2 separate regions of the Capra hircus genome follow, and region 2 is linked to region 1. The links are chromatin contacts, called in public Hi-C maps. All regions are on one chromosome and are shown on one strand. The core of a region is the stretch at or near the end of the contact, and the rest is flanking DNA. Distances in the headings are between cores, read along the strand shown.

What was found. A called contact is a pair of places that touch in the nucleus more often than the background predicts.
Region 2: a contact with region 1 is called in a Hi-C map of blood, with 3 times the contacts expected there. The contact joins two enhancer-like sites. A contact is called at or near these places in 2 of 5 Hi-C or Micro-C datasets (both in blood).

The regions. Positions count from the first base shown.
Region 1 is chr17:5,803,404-5,807,557 of ARS1.2, forward strand. All of the region lies in intron 6 of KIAA1671, which reads right to left. Among named protein-coding and RNA genes, the nearest start is that of CRYBB3, 17 kb to the left of the region's middle. Within about 2 kb of position 1,763, at least 3 of the 5 cell types and tissues checked have an H3K27ac peak or open chromatin away from gene starts, as enhancers often do.
Region 2 is chr17:5,879,505-5,883,658 of ARS1.2, forward strand. The region is part of intron 5 of KIAA1671; the gene reads right to left. Among named protein-coding and RNA genes, the nearest start is that of KIAA1671, 43 kb to the right of the region's middle. Within about 2 kb of position 2,182, at least 3 of the 5 cell types and tissues checked have an H3K27ac peak or open chromatin away from gene starts, as enhancers often do.

The sequences.
Region 1 (4,154 bases), core at 513-3,012:
AGGGAGCGAGGGAGGCGTGGTCAGGCAGGTTGCTTCTGAGACCTGAATGTCAAGGAAGGGATTCGGCAGAAGGCAGGATGTGGGCTGTGCTTTGTATGCCAGGAAATAAGAGACAGATCATCCCAGTGAGGAGAACCATCCTGGGCCCAGCCAGGTGCTGTCCACGGTTCCTCTGGAACACCTGGACAGGTGCAGAATGGGAAGAGCCACTCCCCCACTCGAGATCCTCTAACTCTGTGCTGCCCAGTAGGGGAGCCGAGGGTCACCTGTGGCCGCTGGGCCCTTGTAATGGGGCGAGTGAGGGCTGAGCTGGGCCAAGGGTAGAGACTACACGCTGACTCCTAACACTTGGAGTGAAAAAAAATAAACAAGTAAAATACCACAGTGATAACTTTACAGTGATTGCATGTTACAAGGGCAGTATTTATAAAGGGTCTATTGGGCTCAGTGGGGCTTCCCAGGTGGCGCTAGCCGGACTGCCAATGCAGGAGGCTCGAGAGACGTGGGCTGGTTCCCTGGGTGGGAAAGACCCCTGCAGAAGCACGCAGCAACCCACTCCAGTATTCTCATCCAGAGAATCCCACGGAGAGAGGAGCCTGGCAGGCTCTGGTCCATACGCTGCACAGAGTCAGACATGACTGAAGCGATTTAGCACACACTGGGTATTGGGTTCCACAGAATATACTGTTAAAATTAATTGTGCCAGGATTTCCCTGGAGGTCCAGTGGTTAAGACTTCGACTTCCAGTGCAAGGAGTGAAGAAGGTTCGACCCCTGGTTGGGGAGCTAAGATTCTGCATGCTGCATGGCCAAAACAAACAAACAAACCAACCAACCACAGAAGCGATATTGTGACTAATTCAATCAAGACTTTAAAAAATTGCCTTTAAAAAAAAGGAAGAAGACTTTTAAAAAAGGGGAAAAAATCTTAAAGAAATTAATTTCGCCCGTTTTCCTTCTACTGTGCTGATGCGGCCCCTGGAACGCTGCGGCTGCGCGCGCGTCTTGGGTGCGCAGCTTGCGGGGCATTTCCGCCGGGCAGCGCTGACGGCGATGAGACCGTCACCGGCCATCACCTGTGGTGGAGCGGGAGTTGGGGATATCCTACATTGCTTCACTCACTCACTCACTCACTCGACCAAGATTTACCAAGCGCCTACTATGTGCCAGGCCCTGTGCTGAAAAGCTGTATCTTTGCATCCTCCCCACAGGATAGGATTAACCTCACGAAATTAAACAACCTTGCGAAAGATGAGGAAGCCGAGGCAGAAAGACATGAAGAGCCTTGCCCAAAGGGGCGGACCTGACCCCAGAATCCAGATCCATGACTCTCTCTCTCCTCCTGTAATTTCTGCCCACGATAATGTATTCCGAGTACCACTCGGATAATTGGAACCACAAAAGACAGAAGATTTATAAATAAATCAAGCCATTAAAATTAAATAGGCTCCCTGCTCCTCTCTTAAAAAGACCCCAAAGTCAAGAGCAGAGGAAAGCCTTATCCTAAGGAAGGGGGGACCAGCACGCCAGACAACACGTCCCTGATCAGAGGGTCTGCCCCAAAAGACCGCCGAACTTCACCCTTGGGCAGAGCTGTCAACCCAGGTGTGCTGGTGTCTCAACTCAGGGAGTACAGCCTGCTTTTTGTCAGCTCTGAACGGATTTCGTTACTTGGAATAAGCAGGACATTGGGGCGTGGGGCGGCATTGAGGCGGATCCACAAAAAATGAGGGAAATACCACCGAGCGGACAGCAGGTGGCGCTGCTGCCCAGGGCTGGGAGTAAAGCCGCGCCTGGGCCCTTTCTGGGAGGAGAAGCTGCGGTACCTCTGAGAGAAGGGAGGGGGCGAGCGATACCAGGACACGGGAGCGGGGGCGGGGACGCGGGCAGGTGGAGATGCCAGTGGCGGGGTTTCCCCTTCTCCCTGGAAGAGCTGGGAGGATAGAGGCCCAGAGGAGAGGGGCCTCCCAGGGTGAGACAAAGCAAAACCAGGACCCAGGCTTCCAGACTCCTGCAGGAACATTCTAGTGAAATTTAAGTAAGCTCATTAACTAACCGTATATCACAGCTTAGGAAAGAAAACGAAACGCCCTTCATGTGTACCATTAGAAACCTGCGCTTCCCTTTTTCTTTTCTTGTGTGCTTACTCACTCAGTCGTGTCCGACCCTCTGTGACCTCATGGACTATAGCCGGCCAGGCTCCTCTGTCCTTGGGGATTCTCCAGGCAACTGGAGTGGGTTGCCATGCCCTCCTCCAGGGGATCTTCCCAAGCCAGGGATCGAACCCAGGTCTCCTGCATTGCAGGCAGATTCTTTACTCTTTGAGCCACCAGGGAACCCCATGAATACTGGAGTGAGAGCCTATCCCTTCTCCAGAGGAACTTCCTGGCACAGGAATCAAACCAGGATCTCCTGTGTTGCAGGCAGATTCTTTACCAGCTGAGCTACCAGAGAAGCCCACCCATTTCTAATTCACTCACCTCCCCCCAGCTTGGGTACCGACCACAGCTATGGGACATAAGTCAGTGGAGGGGTGTGGCCACTCCTGACTCGGGTAGGGGGCAGGGGAAGGAGCTGGGAGACCTGGGTCTGAGTCCAGCTCAGCCATGGACACACCATATCCGGGTCTGAGTCCATCTTAGCCATGGACACGCCATATCCCTGGGCACAATACCCACAGATGAGGAAACTGAGACACACAGAGACACAGCCAGTAAGTGGCCACACTGGGGTTGACCCAGATCTCCCTGGCTTTAAAATGCCATGCGATCCTGTAGCCCTTGGGTGGGGAAGGTGAACTGAGAACATGGCAAGCCCACCCTCGGTGTCCACAGAGCTGCTACTGCGTTTGATCCCGCCCCAGGGCAAGAAGAAAAACTGCATATTTAAAACAAAGAACCGGTACGATGAACAAATGCAAAGTATCAAACTCCTACTCCTACGACTAAGTGCTGGGAAATACGCCCACTGTGAACACAAGTTACCCTCCTGCCCACCCCAAGTGTCAGTCTTCGTCTCTGCCAGGTGGGACCACAGACTTAAATGCTACGCTTCAGAGCTGACAACAGTGCTCGGCCTGTCTGCTTAATACATCTTGGCTGTTTTTATGAGCATCATTCCCTTTCTACAGGGCCTTCCCAGGTGGCTCAGTGGGTAAAGAATCCACCTGCAGTACAGGAGATGCAGAAGACACGGGTTCGATCCCCAGATAGGGAAGCTCCCCTGGAAGAGGCCAAGGCAGCCCACTCCAGTGTTCTTGCCTGGAGAATCCCATGGACACAGGCGCCTGGCAGGCTTCCGTTCCATGGGGTCGCACAGAGTCGGACAGGACTGAGTGACCAAGCACGCACACATGCACCCTTCTACAGAAGAGGAGTTTGTGAAATCCAGCAAATACAACTAAATGGTCCAGGACCCCACAGCCAGCCAGAACGGAGCTGGGATTCAGGCCTGCCTGCCTCCTGAATCTGGGTGATGCTTGGTGACCTTCAGGCTTCTGCAGTCACAATAACATTCCCTTCCAGCCGGGCCGACACCTGAGGGGCCCTCCACACCACTAACAGTGATGATCCTGAATGCTGACATAGCTTATGAAGCAGTATGTATAATACGCTCCTCTGTTTATAAACACACAATATACGTACATAGAAAAAAGGTCTAGAAAGACAACCAAAAACACTAATGAAAGTGATACCTGAGTCCTGACATTACAGTTGGTTTTCATTTTCTTGGCAATTTTTTTTTTTTTTTTTGGTTTATGGTGGTGAAACATGTAAGATGAAATTTGCCAGTAGGGGCATTCAGTGCATTCCTTTTTTTTTTAATTTTTAATTTTTATTTATTTTATTTATTTATTTTATTTTATTTATTTTTTTATTTTTTTAATTTTAAAATCTTTAATTCTTACATGTGTTCCCAAACATGAACTCCCCTCCCACCTCCCTCCCCATAACATCTCTCTGGGTCATCCTCATGCACCAGCCCCAAGCATGCTGGGGAGAGGGAGAGGGTGGGATGATTTGGGAGAATGGCATTCTAACATGTATACTATCATGTAAGAATCGAATCACCAGTCTATGTCTGACGCAGGATACAGCATCCAGTGCATTCCTAATGCTGCGGGCTCCCCTTGCAGCTCAGCTGGTAAAGAATCTG
Region 2 (4,154 bases), core at 932-3,431, 77 kb after region 1:
AGGCCTGAGCGCAGAGAGAGACCATGGGCTCCAGAGTGGAAAAACCAGGCCCCAGAAAGCCAGTTCTGAGGCCTCCCTTCTATGCGACTTTGGACAAGTCAGGTTTCCTCAGTGTCCCATCTGTAAAATGGGGATAACCAGGGCGCCTGCCTCTCTGGACAAGGTCACACATGCTCAGGCGTGGAAAGCGGGTAGCCCTGCGTTGGCTTTCAAAAGGCAGCCGCGTGGGATTAGCAGACGTAGGCTACTGCGTATGGGATGGATAAACAACGAGGCCCTACTGTGCGGCACAGGAAGCGCATTCAATATCCTGAAATAAACCATAATGGTAAAGGAAAAGAAGTGATTTGTTAGGACAGGCGCGCCCTCTAGTGTCTTAATCTGGAAATCATTCTGCTGGTGAGGCGCCCAGCCATCTTGTACCAAGTCAGTTTGGATAATACTCTTTGAGAAGGAATGTAAGAAGATACGGGCCTCTTTATCCAGTGCATACCATGTGCCAGCTGCCCTCCTTACTGATCTCCGCAATGAGACGCTGACATAATCCCCATGTGAGAAAGGGAGATTACTCATCCCCAGACGAGAAAACTGAGGCTCAGAGACAGGAAGACACCTTCTGAAGGTCACACAGTGGGGAAGGCTGGATTCCAACCCAGCTCTGTCTGACTGACTCCAGTGCTCTACTCTCCACTGGATTCCTAGAAGTGGGAGGCCGTGCACAGCCAAAACCCTTAAGGAGAATCTGGCCCAATACTCCAGTTTGGTGGTTTAGTTGCTAAGAGGCGTCCGACTCTTTGTGACCCTGTGGACTGTAGCCCACCAGGCTCCTCTGTCCATGGGATTCTCCAGGCAAGGACACTGGGGAATACAGTGGGCAAGAACACAGTGGGCTGCCATGCCTTCCTCCAGGCAATTTTCCCAACACGGGGGTGAGACTCTCGACTCCTTCCTTGCCTGCATTGCAGGTGATTCTTTACCAACTGAGCCAGAGTGTTGTTGGTATACTAACAGAGAAACTGAGGCACAGAGAGGGCAGGCAACTGCCCCAGGGTCACACAGAAGCCACGCCCCAGCTCCTGGCTCCCGGAAGGGTTCTGCCCACATGCCCACCCCTCCAGACATCCACCCTGCATTTATCATTCCTTCTGGCAGTCACAGGATTGCCACGTCCCTCCTGATGGCTCTAATCCCTGGAATGTCTGAGACCCGGCGGTGGCTCCTTTGGGACAGTGCGGACTGCCAGCCTGAGAGACCAGCCTTCTGAGAGCAGGGAACCCAGTTCCCTTCAGCCCTTCAGCGTGATGTTCTCAGTGGCCTGGGTCAGTGGCTGGGGCCCACGGAGGGCCAGGGAGTGGCCTTCCAAGCCTGGGGACCCACCAGCATCTGAGAGCAGAGTTCTCTTTTCACTTTATGTCAAGGATTCTGCAGACGGGAGGGTGGAGGGGGGCTGAGGTGGTGAGCGGTCCTGCCCAGGAGGGGCGTTAACAGGTAGAGAAGCGCTGCAAGTTTTCACAGTGAGAGAGGTGCCACGGGGAGCTGGCCGTGGGCCAGCTGAATTCTCACAAACCCTGCTGTGGAAGTTATTAGCAGGGCCTCCTGTAGCTTAAAAGGCTCTGAGTACGTCTCCCTGGGGGCTCAAAAGTGCTGGGAAACACCTAAGGGGCTAAAGAATTTCCCGACGTGGGCTTGGCGTGATCACCCTCCTAGGAGGCCTTTTCAAATTCCCTTCAAAGCATCTCAACAACCTTCAGACACAGGCAGGGCAGGAATTATCTTCCATTGTATGGATGGGCAAAGAGAGGTTGGGGAAAGAATGGGGAACGTCTAACAGACACTTCAAACTCAGCAAGTCCAAAGCCGAATCCTGATCTGCCCCCAAGACCCCTTCCCCTGCGGTTTTCCACCCGCTCCTGGCTGCCAGGCCCCAAATGCTCAGTGTCTGTGTGACTCTCTCTCTTTCCCCGACCCATGCCCAGTCCGCCAGCAGATGCCACAGTGCGACTTTCAGAGGAGATCCAGACTCTGTCCGCTTCTCGCCACCTCCGCCGCCACCCTGGGCTGAGGCACCATCAGCTCCCACCTGGACAGCTGCAGAGGCTCCTCACCGGTCTCCCCGAGTCTACGGCGGCCTGTGCCCCTCCCACCCCACGTGACTCCCTCCCCCAGCTTCAGAGCACAAGGCGAAGACTTCCGAGTGGCTGCCAGGCCCTGCATGACCCTGACAGCGCCTATCACCTCACTCACTCTCTGCTGCAGCCTCCTTCCAGTTCCAGAGAACGGCCTGTGCACACACAGACCTCAGGGGCTTTGCTCTGGCTGCTAGCTCTCCCCTAAGCTCCCCGGACCTGCTCCCTCCCCTCTTGCGAAGTCTCAGTTCAAAAGTAGCCTTCTGAGGGTGCGCCCACCCATCCACGCCCCCTGAGTGTCCCCCGAGTGCTTCCTTCCTTCCTTCCCAGCTGCCCCACCTCCTGACTTACTATACAGGATTCCTGTGTCCCAGGCCCCACTAGAACATTAGTCCCCGAGGCAGGGATCTGCCTGACTCACTGACTGTCCCAAACACTGAGAACTGAACTGAACTGAGGACCCATCAGCTGTCCACATCGGCATCAGCTGCCAACATTGCCTCAAGCAATGCCTGAATTGCTTGGGTCTGCGGCTCAGACGGTAAAGCGTCTGCCTAAAATCCAGGAGACCCGGGTTCGATCCCTGGGTCGGGAAGATCTCCTGGAGAAGGAAATGGCAACCCACTCCAGTATGCTTGCCTGGAAAATTCCATGGACGGAGGAGACTGGTAGGCTACAGTCCATGGGGTCGCAAAGAGTCGGACACGACTGAGCGACTTCAATGTCAATGCAAGGGAGACATCATTTTCATTCCCACTCTACAGATGGCAAAACTGGCTTTCTGAGAGGTCAGGAGACTTGCTCGAAGCTCCCCCACACCCCATTAGCAAGCAGCTCGACGGGGACCAGAAGCCAGGAGGGCCTGACCCCAGCTCTCCGCCCTGCCACTGGGTCTACAGGGCACCCTCGGCTGGAGTCTCGTGACGCTGGGTCCAAGCCTCCGACTCCAGAGGCACAAAAATAGCCGGTTCTCCTATTTCAGCCACAGACGCTGCAGAGCCAGGCCAGACCCTGGGCACAGAGCGAGGCCGCCAGTGTCTGAGACACAGGGGCTGGGAGTGAAAATAACAGCTGGGGTGACGGTGACAGGGCAGGCATGTGCAGAGTCCAGGTGCCCCAGTGACCCCCCACAGCCATCCAGCCCTCAGCACAGCTTCCACAAGCACTGTCTACTGAGCACCGACTCTAAGCCGGGCACCGTACCGGGGGGTGGGGGGAAGATGGGCATCCTTCCTGCCTGAGGGCAGCCGTGAGCGTAACCAAGCACGTCAGCTTTGATGCCAGACTTCCCAAGTTCAAAGCCCGGCTCCACCCGCTGCCAGCTGGTCCGTATCAGGTGGGCACTCAACCATGCCCCAGACCTCCAGGCTTCTCATCGGAAACACTCGCCTCTCAAGGCTGCTTCGAGGATTAACTGCGAGGCCACACGGACGAGTGCTTGGAGGCAAGAGGGGAACTCAGGTCACTGTCTCGTGACTGGTATTATTATTCCTGGAGGTGACGACGGGCTGAGTGGGACACGGCTGAGTAATCAGGCATCGAGGAGGCCCCAGGGAGAGAACGGCAAGGCTAACCACATTTAGACGTTTGGACATTTTCCCCATCAAAAAAAATTTAAAAAAAATCTGGTTGAATGGGGAGAGATGAAGCTCACCAAGCACCCTGGAAAACAAAGCGGGTTCCCCATCACTGCATGCGGATGGAGCCACTGGACCAAGACCCCGGCAAGGAGGCACCTGAAAGGGACCCACCACCAACAGCACGGGGTGCGCCCTTGGCTCACAACAGCATCTTCCTGAAGAAGCTGTCAGGAATGACACCGGCAACCCCCTCGGCTGTAGGTGACACAGAGTCGAGGAGGGTGGCAGGCCAGGAGTCAGCCCCCAGGCTCTGCAGTCAGGTGGGACAGGCAGCCTCTGGGGAGCCTGGGGAAGTCTGGTGGGGGGTGCTGTCTGCCATTCTATCAGACCCCGCCAGCCCCCTCAAACAAGGACATCTAGACAGTGAGGGCCAGCCCCGTGCCAAGCA